Linked DNA regions of Triticum aestivum: region 2 is linked to region 1. A link is a contact called in public Hi-C data. All regions are on one chromosome and are shown on one strand. The core of a region is the stretch at or near the end of the contact, and the rest is flanking DNA. Distances in the headings are between cores, read along the strand shown. Region 1 has its middle 40 kb from the start of LOC123054128. Region 2 holds the start of LOC123049719.

Region 1 (4,511 bases), core at 1,926-4,425:
ACAATATTTTAGAAGTATCACTCCCTTGTTTCCACCGACTAGAGAATTGCTTCCAACCAAATAGCGATTTGTTTCCATAAAAGGAGAACAATAGTTACCCTATGAAAACTACATATGCTTCAAAGGAATTATAGAGTTGTCCACAAAGAACAAAATCGCTCATGAAAATTCTTTTTTTTAACAAAAAACAATAACAGAGCATACAACATTATTTCGCCCTTGCCTGGCAGCATCGTATCATGGAGGAGCTCCAATATGCTGCTAGTTTGTCGCCAATAAGGAATCCACCCAAAAAAGAGTGGCGCCTCATCCCAGTCGTAATGCTCTAGACATCATTATAATATACTTGACATGTACCCAAAACAAAGAAGCACGACTATGATTTTATTAAATAAGCATACACTTGTAGTGGTTGAAGTAAAATTTTACTAGCATAGAAGCATATGTGAGAAATATAAGTAGGAAATGGTGGAAGCAAAGTTCTAGTACCATAGAAGCGTTTGTGAGAAATAAAAGTGAAGCAAATGAAGCAAAACTTCCACATAAAAGCATCTGTAATGTGGTTCAAGCAAAATTTCACTACCATAGAACCATATGCGAGAAATGAAAATGAAACATAAAAATGAAAAAAATAAATGGTAAAACTCTATTATTAAAGCAGGGCAATGTAAGCAATAATAACATGTAAGCACCAATCTACTAAACTGGATAATGAAAAAACAAAGAATAAGATGGAAATATTGAAGCAAATTTACAAGAACTCATAAACATATTGGGTACAATATGGGATCATGGCATGTTTCAAGGGGCATAACAGTGACAGTAAAGTTAGGGAGAATGGGAAATCAAACATTATGGAAGCAATTCTGTTGGAGCAAGAGGCAGTCAAAATATGTTTCAAAAGAACCTTTTTTGTGACATGCATATAGTAATATAACTGGTCTTGAATAAATGAAGCAATGCATGGTCATGTCTCAGAAGCAATACACAGTTCTCTATAGGTGAAGGAAAAAATGAAACATATGCCTGCTCCCTCACATGAAATGAAGCAAACACTATCTCCAAGAAGCATATGCATTACAATGAATATACACAAATTGTTAAGAAGCATGAACAACATGGTGCGGTTACATATATACTATGAGTTAGAAGTATGGATATATGACAATAAAATCCTAAAAGATATTGCCCCCAAATTGGAAGCACATGTGCTTCATGTACATAACAAATTCAGATATAACAGTCGATGACTGAGTCATACAATACACAATGGAGTGCCCAAATTCAGGACCAACAAAAGGGACTATACAACCATATGCACTTAGCGAACAACACCTAAAACATATAAATAAATCAGGGAGGAGTATATCAAGATTTATTGGACTCAATACCTAGGTTAGATGAGGATGGTGCATGCGGATGATGAGGGTCGAGGGGGCTAATCCAGATGTCTTACTCGTTATGGCTTCATTTGTCAACCGGGAGGACCCTCTGCCACGGTGAACCAGAGGTCGCATGCCACGAAGATACTGCAGATGCTCGGGGCGGCAAGGAGGTTGTGAGCTCATTCCTTGTGCGCGCCATGGTAGAAGGGGCGCAACGGCCCGGTTAATCTCATGGTCCAAGGGGGATGTCTGAATCATGGCGGATGGGTTCGGGGTGAGAGCTCGGGGATGGAGATGATTCGGGAGCATGCGATGGAGATGGGAACGAGGGACGCGTGGGTGGGTACATGGCAGGTGTGATTATGGGTGAATATGTGGCGAGAAAATCGTCGAGATTTGAAAACACATCGACGGGAGTGGAATCAATTTCGACTATGAGATGAAAGCCGCATCGACGTCCCTTGACTAGTCTGAAGATTAGATCCTATTAGACTTCCGTTGGAAGAGTTTCCCTAAATTATAAGTGCTTGTCGATGTTCAACTAAGATCTTCCTATGAGTGAATTGAATTTCCTGATTGTATTTGTGCCGAAGCTTACTATGAAAGAAATGTTCTCTTTCAAAATTATCACTCATTTGCATTATTTATTTTCACTTCTTTAGTGACTTTATTCTTCACTTGATGCTTTTGAGATCTCTATGAAAAGCAACATGCGATAGATAACTACTCCGTCCATCCCATAATGTATGACCTTTTTTGAAACGTCTTATATTATGGGACGGAGGGAGTATGTCTGATGCTAGGTTGCCCTGTTCTACATATATATAGTAAAATGAAGAAAAAATTAGTTGTTAATTGGAGAGTTCGTACATAATTTGTTTCATCAAATTAACATCGTTAATTGCGACCGGGCAGCATGTCCGGTTAGCAATCTCATACCTTGAAAAACATCGTTAATTGTTGCCTGTGGCAACGCGCCGGAATTATACTAATGGTGGTTAAGGGTGAAACATCTCGGCCATCATTATTTACACAATGGAAGAACCGGGTCGTTCTTACGCCAATTTTTTTACTTAAGATTTCTCCCAAGTCTTCTCTTTTTTTGTGAAACCTGATTTATCCCATGTCAAGCAAGAAGAATCAGCAAAACTTTTGTGGCTATGGACTCACATTCTCACGAGTCCACATCAATTTCATCCAAGTTATCACCAGCAGCCTTCTGTGACATGTGTACAGCAAATACTATATTGTGTGCCCCTAAAAAAACCTATATTGTGTGGTCTCCATGAGTGCGCCGATTTTAGGTGGAGATGTAGCTGTACGGAACCATTTGCTTATGGACTGTGCAAAGGATCTTTCCCTCCGATGCATCACTCTCATTTAATTTTGTTATTATCAGTAACAAACAAAAGGTTCGGCTTGACGAACTGTCACCACTTGACATAAAATCTACATCAATCGAATAGAACAGGCAAAAATTCGCAGCCCACCAAAAACCCACGTACGTATGAAAGTGAAAAGCCGTTACTACTACATCGTTCGTTCGTCCTACGGCTACCAACTCGTGCACGCACGTGCTAGGCGTGACGAAGAGAATCAAAGAATGCCTCTTTCGAGTGCGACGGGGGGCAAATGAAATGCACGGCGGCCATCGCCCATCCGTCTCTCTCCATTTTCGTCTCTTCCCAGCTTCTTCCACAGCCGGGCGCAGTGTTTTCGAACAGGTTGCACGGCGAGGGCGATGGCTCGACCGCAATAATCGAGCGCTGGTTTTGGACGCGGCAATGATACAGCCACACCACGATCTGATGTAGTATGGTCCTTCACCAGCTTGTCCTTTTGGCAGGTGAAGGTGACCTCTGGGCTGTCAGATGGCAAAGTTTCTTCCGTCCGTGCGTGGCGCGACACAGCCGAGTATCGCCATCAGCGACCCTCCGCTGCTGCGCGTGCCGTTGCCGGCCTCGTGCCACGCTACGCCGGGCCAAGCCGTCTGATCGTCTCTCTCCTCTCCACCCCTCGCGGCCGTCAGTCAGGGTACGGCGCACGGAGCACGTCCAACCTCGTTCGCAGCCCTACGCGTGACCACGACCTGCCTCTTTCTCCACGCCAGGGCTATTTCTCGCCCACTGCGAGACTCTGGCGCAGCGCTACATGATTTTAATTTTTTAATTAGTGATCAATTTTCAACTTGTTAACATTTTTTCTAAAATTCATGACAATTATTTCATTTTTCAATATTTTTCGAAAATTCTTGAACAATAATTTAGTTCATATACCAAGTGGTCATCTTGGTAAGCTATCAACAAAAATTGCAATAAATAATTTAGTTCATATATGTTTCTTTAAATTTTGGAACATTTTTAGTTCACGTACATTTATTTAAATTCATGAAATTTTTCTAAGATATTGGCTCCTTTTGAAATTCGGAAAACATATTGCAACCTTTTAAATTTATAGAATATTTGTAAATTCATGAACATTACAAAAATTCTTAAGTATTTTTTATGTGCCACAATTTTTTTTCTACAATCGCACAAATTTTAGAAAAAATAATACAGGACTTTAAAAAAATTCAAAACATTTCAATTTTTATATTTTGAAAAATATAAAATATTTTCAAATTTTCCAGTATTGCAATAGCACGCGTAATGATAAAACTACATAAAAACAGGCAAAATGGAGATGTCCCACTACACGGCAGCGCTGAGCCTGAGGTGTGCGCAATTGATATATATCGCTCCGCGCAAGCATTTTACATAGAGATCGCCTACAAAGGATAAGAGTGTCTGGGCCATTTGCACAAACCAGCTTTGGACCCCGATTTATTTTCACAATTTCCCTAACATTGTTTTGGCCGTCCTTGCTGTTTATTCTTGCAGTTTTTATTTCCCCTTTTTCTTTTTGGTTCTGTATATTAATGCAGAAATTCAAACATAGTTTTCCTTTTCCAATATTTGATGTTTTCTCAAATTCATGAATATTTTAAAATTTGGTAAAATTTTCCTAAATTTGTGAATATTTTGGAAATTCATAATAATTTTAAATCTGTGAACATTTTCAGTAATATTTCTTTTAAGAATACACGAACATTTTTATAAATTTCCAAACAATTATTGAATACATTAA
Region 2 (4,617 bases), core at 325-2,824, 170 kb after region 1:
AAAAAAATGAGAAAACGAAATTCAGAAAGAACGCTCAGCACGTGACATGTGGCGACCGCTAGACACCACTTGGCGTACTCCTAGAGCATCAAAACTGACCCCTGAAGGTCCTTGCAAGGGGTAACCTCTAGTTAGTGCTCCTGTTAAAAAGGGCCCCGGCGGTGTGTGGCGAGTGGCAAGGGGACTCGCGGGCGGTAGATATGAGCTACTGGCATTTAAAAAAAAGATACGGGCTACTTTTTTTTTGACAACTAAAAAGATACGAGCTACTTGTTCTGCTCAAGTACTCGGCATTAGTTGGTACATATGCTATTACGTTTCACTTGCAGTTGCAGCGCCACTTGATCTTCAGTTTGGGTTTCTTGCCGTGAGTTGCAACCTAACAAGACGTTTTGGATCACGCAGAAAGCACTTGTGTGCACTCCAACCTGAATCGAAGGGCCTGGTTATACTATTTTTTTTCTACATAAAGAGAACTCCCTCATCGATTTCATTTAACTGAAATCATATTGTCTTTTACAATCATCTACACTGGTTATACTAATTTGATGTACCTGTCTAACTAGCATGTACTAGTATAAAGTTGAGTCATCTATTTTAAAACGGATGGAGTATACATACAGTTTTCTAAAAATAAACTATGTAGGTAGGTCTCCTGTTGAGCCATCTTTGTTACAACTTTTTTTTTGACATCACATCTTTGTTACAACTTAATATGCACGGGAAGTATCCTAGGAAATGAAAAGAAAAGCCACGTCTTTCCAAGAAGTCAGAACACACCGAAAGAAAAAAACTGTAATAAACAAGGTTTTTTAGGAGAGATTGTAATAAACAAGTAAATAAAGGATGTAAAACAAACTAGAGCCGGGCCATTCAACTTAATTTGTACTCATAAAGACCTCTCATCATCCTCTTAATATATACAAGTTGCCATTTTCTCCCCTCATAGAAAACTCCATCAAGATGAAGATGGGCAGTTTGACAAGGAAAGGATCAAAGCAAGCAACCAACGAATAGAAGCAGCGCAGGGAGCACAGCAGAACTCTTCGAGTTATCGCTCATCCCGGCGCGCACACGGAGTAGCAGCATCCATGTCAAACGGCTGAAGCTTAGGTGTTCTTGGTCGGCCGGAGCGCGAGGACGAGCCCCGGGAAGACGTCGTCGGGGTCGTGCACGTGCGGGTTCCTCTCCACGATGAACGGGTCCCCGCACTTGTCGCTGATGGTGTGCAGCGTCTCGCCTTCCCCGACCACGTACACCCCGTCGCACGGCCGGGCCGCCGCGCCGCCGAGCCGCGGGCCGCGGAAGTACGCCGCCGCGGCGCCTTCCCCATCTTCGTCCGCGGTCTCCGCGCTGAGCGCGCCCAGCAGCACGAGCGCGACGAGCGCCACGGCGCACCACCACGACGCCGCGTCCGCGGCCGACACGGCGGCGGCGCACAGCTCCGCGCGCCGGAGGTTGGTTGCGGGCGCGGCCATGCGATCGAGAGAGCGCACGGACCTCGTGAGCGTGTCTGGGGCAGAGGGAGGTTGCCTTGCCTGGCTTCGGGTGTTTCTGTGGGGCGCGGGGGGCGGTTTATAACGTGGAACGGCGCACGGACGTGGTGGTTCCGGCATGGCGGACTTTTGTCACGGTTTGGTAAACGTGGGGAGTCCACGCGGGAGAGGGGCCGGGCGCCCGGGGCAGTGCTGATTAATGGTGGTTATCTTCTTCCCCGAAATAATTTGGTTGTTTGCTTCTGAGTAGAAGTAGTACGACATGCCAATTGTGGCACCAATTCAATGCTCCAGTGATGTTGCTGCTAAATTTTAGTACTAGTTTTTTTAGAAAATTAATCATGCATGTAAAATGCTGCGTTATATTCGTTTAGTCATTAGTAATTATTCAAGAACCATTCTCTCTTTTTTTTTGCGGGGATATTCAAGAACCATTCTCTTCTTCCTTTAGGCAAGGAGAGTCGTTTTTTCTCAAAAAAAAAAAGAGTAGGAGAGGCGGTGCAAATGGAAGAAGTTGTTGCAAAGTATCACTGTAGAGAAGTACACCACAGCTCCGTTTTTAGGTATTGGCATCGGAATGACAATGATTAGCGGAGCCATATTTCCTTTGCTTCATACCAAAGCAGTGTAGGCAGACACGAGCGAGCCACATGTGTCTTCCGTAAGCAGCGCCACTTAGATTTGGAGCAGGGGACCAAACAACCACCGTGTGTCCGTGTCCACCGCTTGGTACGTTCCTCCCGTCTCGTACGGCCCGGCGGCCACACCAAAAGCGTCACCTGGGCGTGCTGCCTCGCCGCTACAGCAACTCTTCACCTACATGGCGCCGTCCGTTGTGTTCATTTTTGCGCCGCTCGCGTCCAAGGCATGCGTCCATTCAGCAACGGGAATCGAGTGCCGGCTGGCCCGGGTTTTCCCAGGAAGGTATGGCCGGCAGCGTGCGTGGACGCCGACGTTCGGGTGGCGACCGGCGTGTCTGCTTCGCCGGTCCGCAGCCGAGGGTTTGTCGAGAGGGATGTGTGAGGTGAAGTGATGCCCCGGGCCAAGCCGGATGGATCAGAGCATATCCATACCTTGCAAACCCACACGTTCCACGCACAGATGGCGTGGCCAGGTATCCTCTTAGATCATCCTAGTCCACCCCTGCCTCGTTCCTAACCTAAACAACAACAACAACAACAACAACAACAACAACAACAACAACAACAACAACAACAACCAGCATGTTCAGTCCTGATACTTACCAAGAAAAGCTTCTTGTTGCTGCTCATTATTTCGCGTTGAAATGGAACACCCCGACCTGTATAGGCAGGTGGAGAGGACCGCACAGCAAAAATGATGATCAGTTGAACCAAACCTTGAAATTGCCGCAAGGTCACGTTCACGTACGTGCGTCTTCTTGATTGCTGTTGGTTCAACTGCTTCTTTTCTATACGAACCAAGCGTACATACATTCTCACCCAACAAAGCTACCATGCCTGGTCCATGCATGTGGTCATGCCAGGAACGCCGGTTTCCTTAAGTCGGCCAAGCCGAGGTGCGTTTTGTTCCCAGAATTTCCAGTCCACCAGATAACGATGCACCACCAACTTGACTCGGCTCAAAACAAAACAAAAGTACGACTGCGGTTTTGTTCTCGCTAATTTGGAATGACGAGGAATAGTACAAAACTGTCTTTGGGAATCTAATCGCTGGAAGAAATCTTCTGCAGGCCCATGCATGAAAGAGAACGGTGGTCACTAGCTGCAGTACTTCGAAACTTTCTCTGTAGCATATCAATGGCAGGATAATCACACACCAGAATCCTAGCAGAGTAGAGAAAACTACTGGCTGAGCTGTTTCTGCAATTCCGCAATAGCAAAAAATCGTTTTTTCCAAAAATGATAACCAAAATAAGGTTCCTAGAAAAATAAACCAAAGTATCTCGGTTTGGTTATTTTCGTACTCCTATTTCGATGCAAGTAAGCAATCAGATGATAGTGGTCTGTATGAGGAAATAGACCAATACTTTTTCATTAGGACAATGCACATGCTCTACGAGCAATAGTTGCACGTTGCAAACAAATACTCCCTCCATTTTTATTTACTCTGGAGTTGACTGAAGTCAAACTCCGTAAAGTTTAACCAAGTTTATAGAAAAAAAAATACAAACATTTACCACAACAAAATCTATATGATATGAAAGTATATTCAAGAATAAATCTAATGGTATTGATTTGTTATTGTATATTTTAACAAAAAAATTCAAAGTTCATAAAGCTTGACTTTGAGAGTACAAAAACTTGCCGCCAGTGCTATATCTCGCTTATCGCAAGTTATAACTTGCGCTCGCTTAGAGTCGACGCATGCAAGAGCAGGCTCATTAGCGGGCCTTTTTTTCATCGATTCGGTGTTTTCATTTTGCTTCTTTGTCTCCTTTTTTTTATCTTTTCTGTTTCTTTCTTCTTCTTTTTTTCTTCTCTAAAATTGTTTCTTTCTTCTTTTTACACTTTTTCTGTTCTCCTTTTCTGTTATCTCTTTAAGTTTGTCATTCCTTTTATAACATTTAAACTTTTTAAAAAGACATTTTTTTCTAAAAAGTGTGTGAACGTTATTAAAGAATATACAAAGCATTTTATAAGCATGTGTTTTTAAAAGTGTACAAACATTTTAAAAAGCTGTGAGCTTTTTTTAAATATATGAACAATCCAAATTATGTGCATTTTTAATTTACAAGATATTTATCAAATATGCGCGAAAATTCTTTAAAAGTACATGACCAGTTTATTAAATATATGAATATATTTAAAAAATATTTTAATATTTTTAAACATAAGATATTTTTTAAAATATAAGATAATTTTTAGTGCATGACGAACATTTATTAAATACAACAGCATAATTTTTTAATACCTGATGAACATTTTTTAATTACCCAATAAGCATTTTTCAATACATGATGAACATTATTTAAATAAGCGATTCATATTCTTAAGTATGCAATGAATATATTTACTACATGATTACTATTTTGAAAATACCCAACATAACATATTCTTCATTCATGATGAACATTTTGTAAATACATGATTAACGGAGAAATACATTATACAACCAGTAATTATACACACATATCATATGC

The links. A called contact is a pair of places that touch in the nucleus more often than the background predicts.
Region 2: a Hi-C map of leaf shows a contact between it and region 1, with 5 times the contacts expected there. The contact joins the promoter of LOC123049719 here to the enhancer-like site in region 1. A contact is called at or near these places in 2 of 5 Hi-C or Micro-C datasets (both in leaf).

Annotation. Positions count from the first base shown.
Region 1 is chr2D:510,008,841-510,013,351 of IWGSC CS RefSeq v2.1, forward strand. No RefSeq gene overlaps it. Among protein-coding and RNA genes, the nearest start is that of LOC123054128, 40 kb to the left of the region's middle. Within about 2 kb of position 3,176, at least 7 of the 8 cell types and tissues checked have an H3K27ac peak or open chromatin away from gene starts, as enhancers often do. A contact at or near this core is called in leaf, where this site is marked.
Region 2 is chr2D:510,180,699-510,185,315 of IWGSC CS RefSeq v2.1, forward strand. LOC123049719 reads right to left here and starts at 1,575. Exons shown (of 1, transcript XM_044472606.1): 1 at 873-1,575. The coding sequence starts at 1,478. The coding sequence ends at 1,110.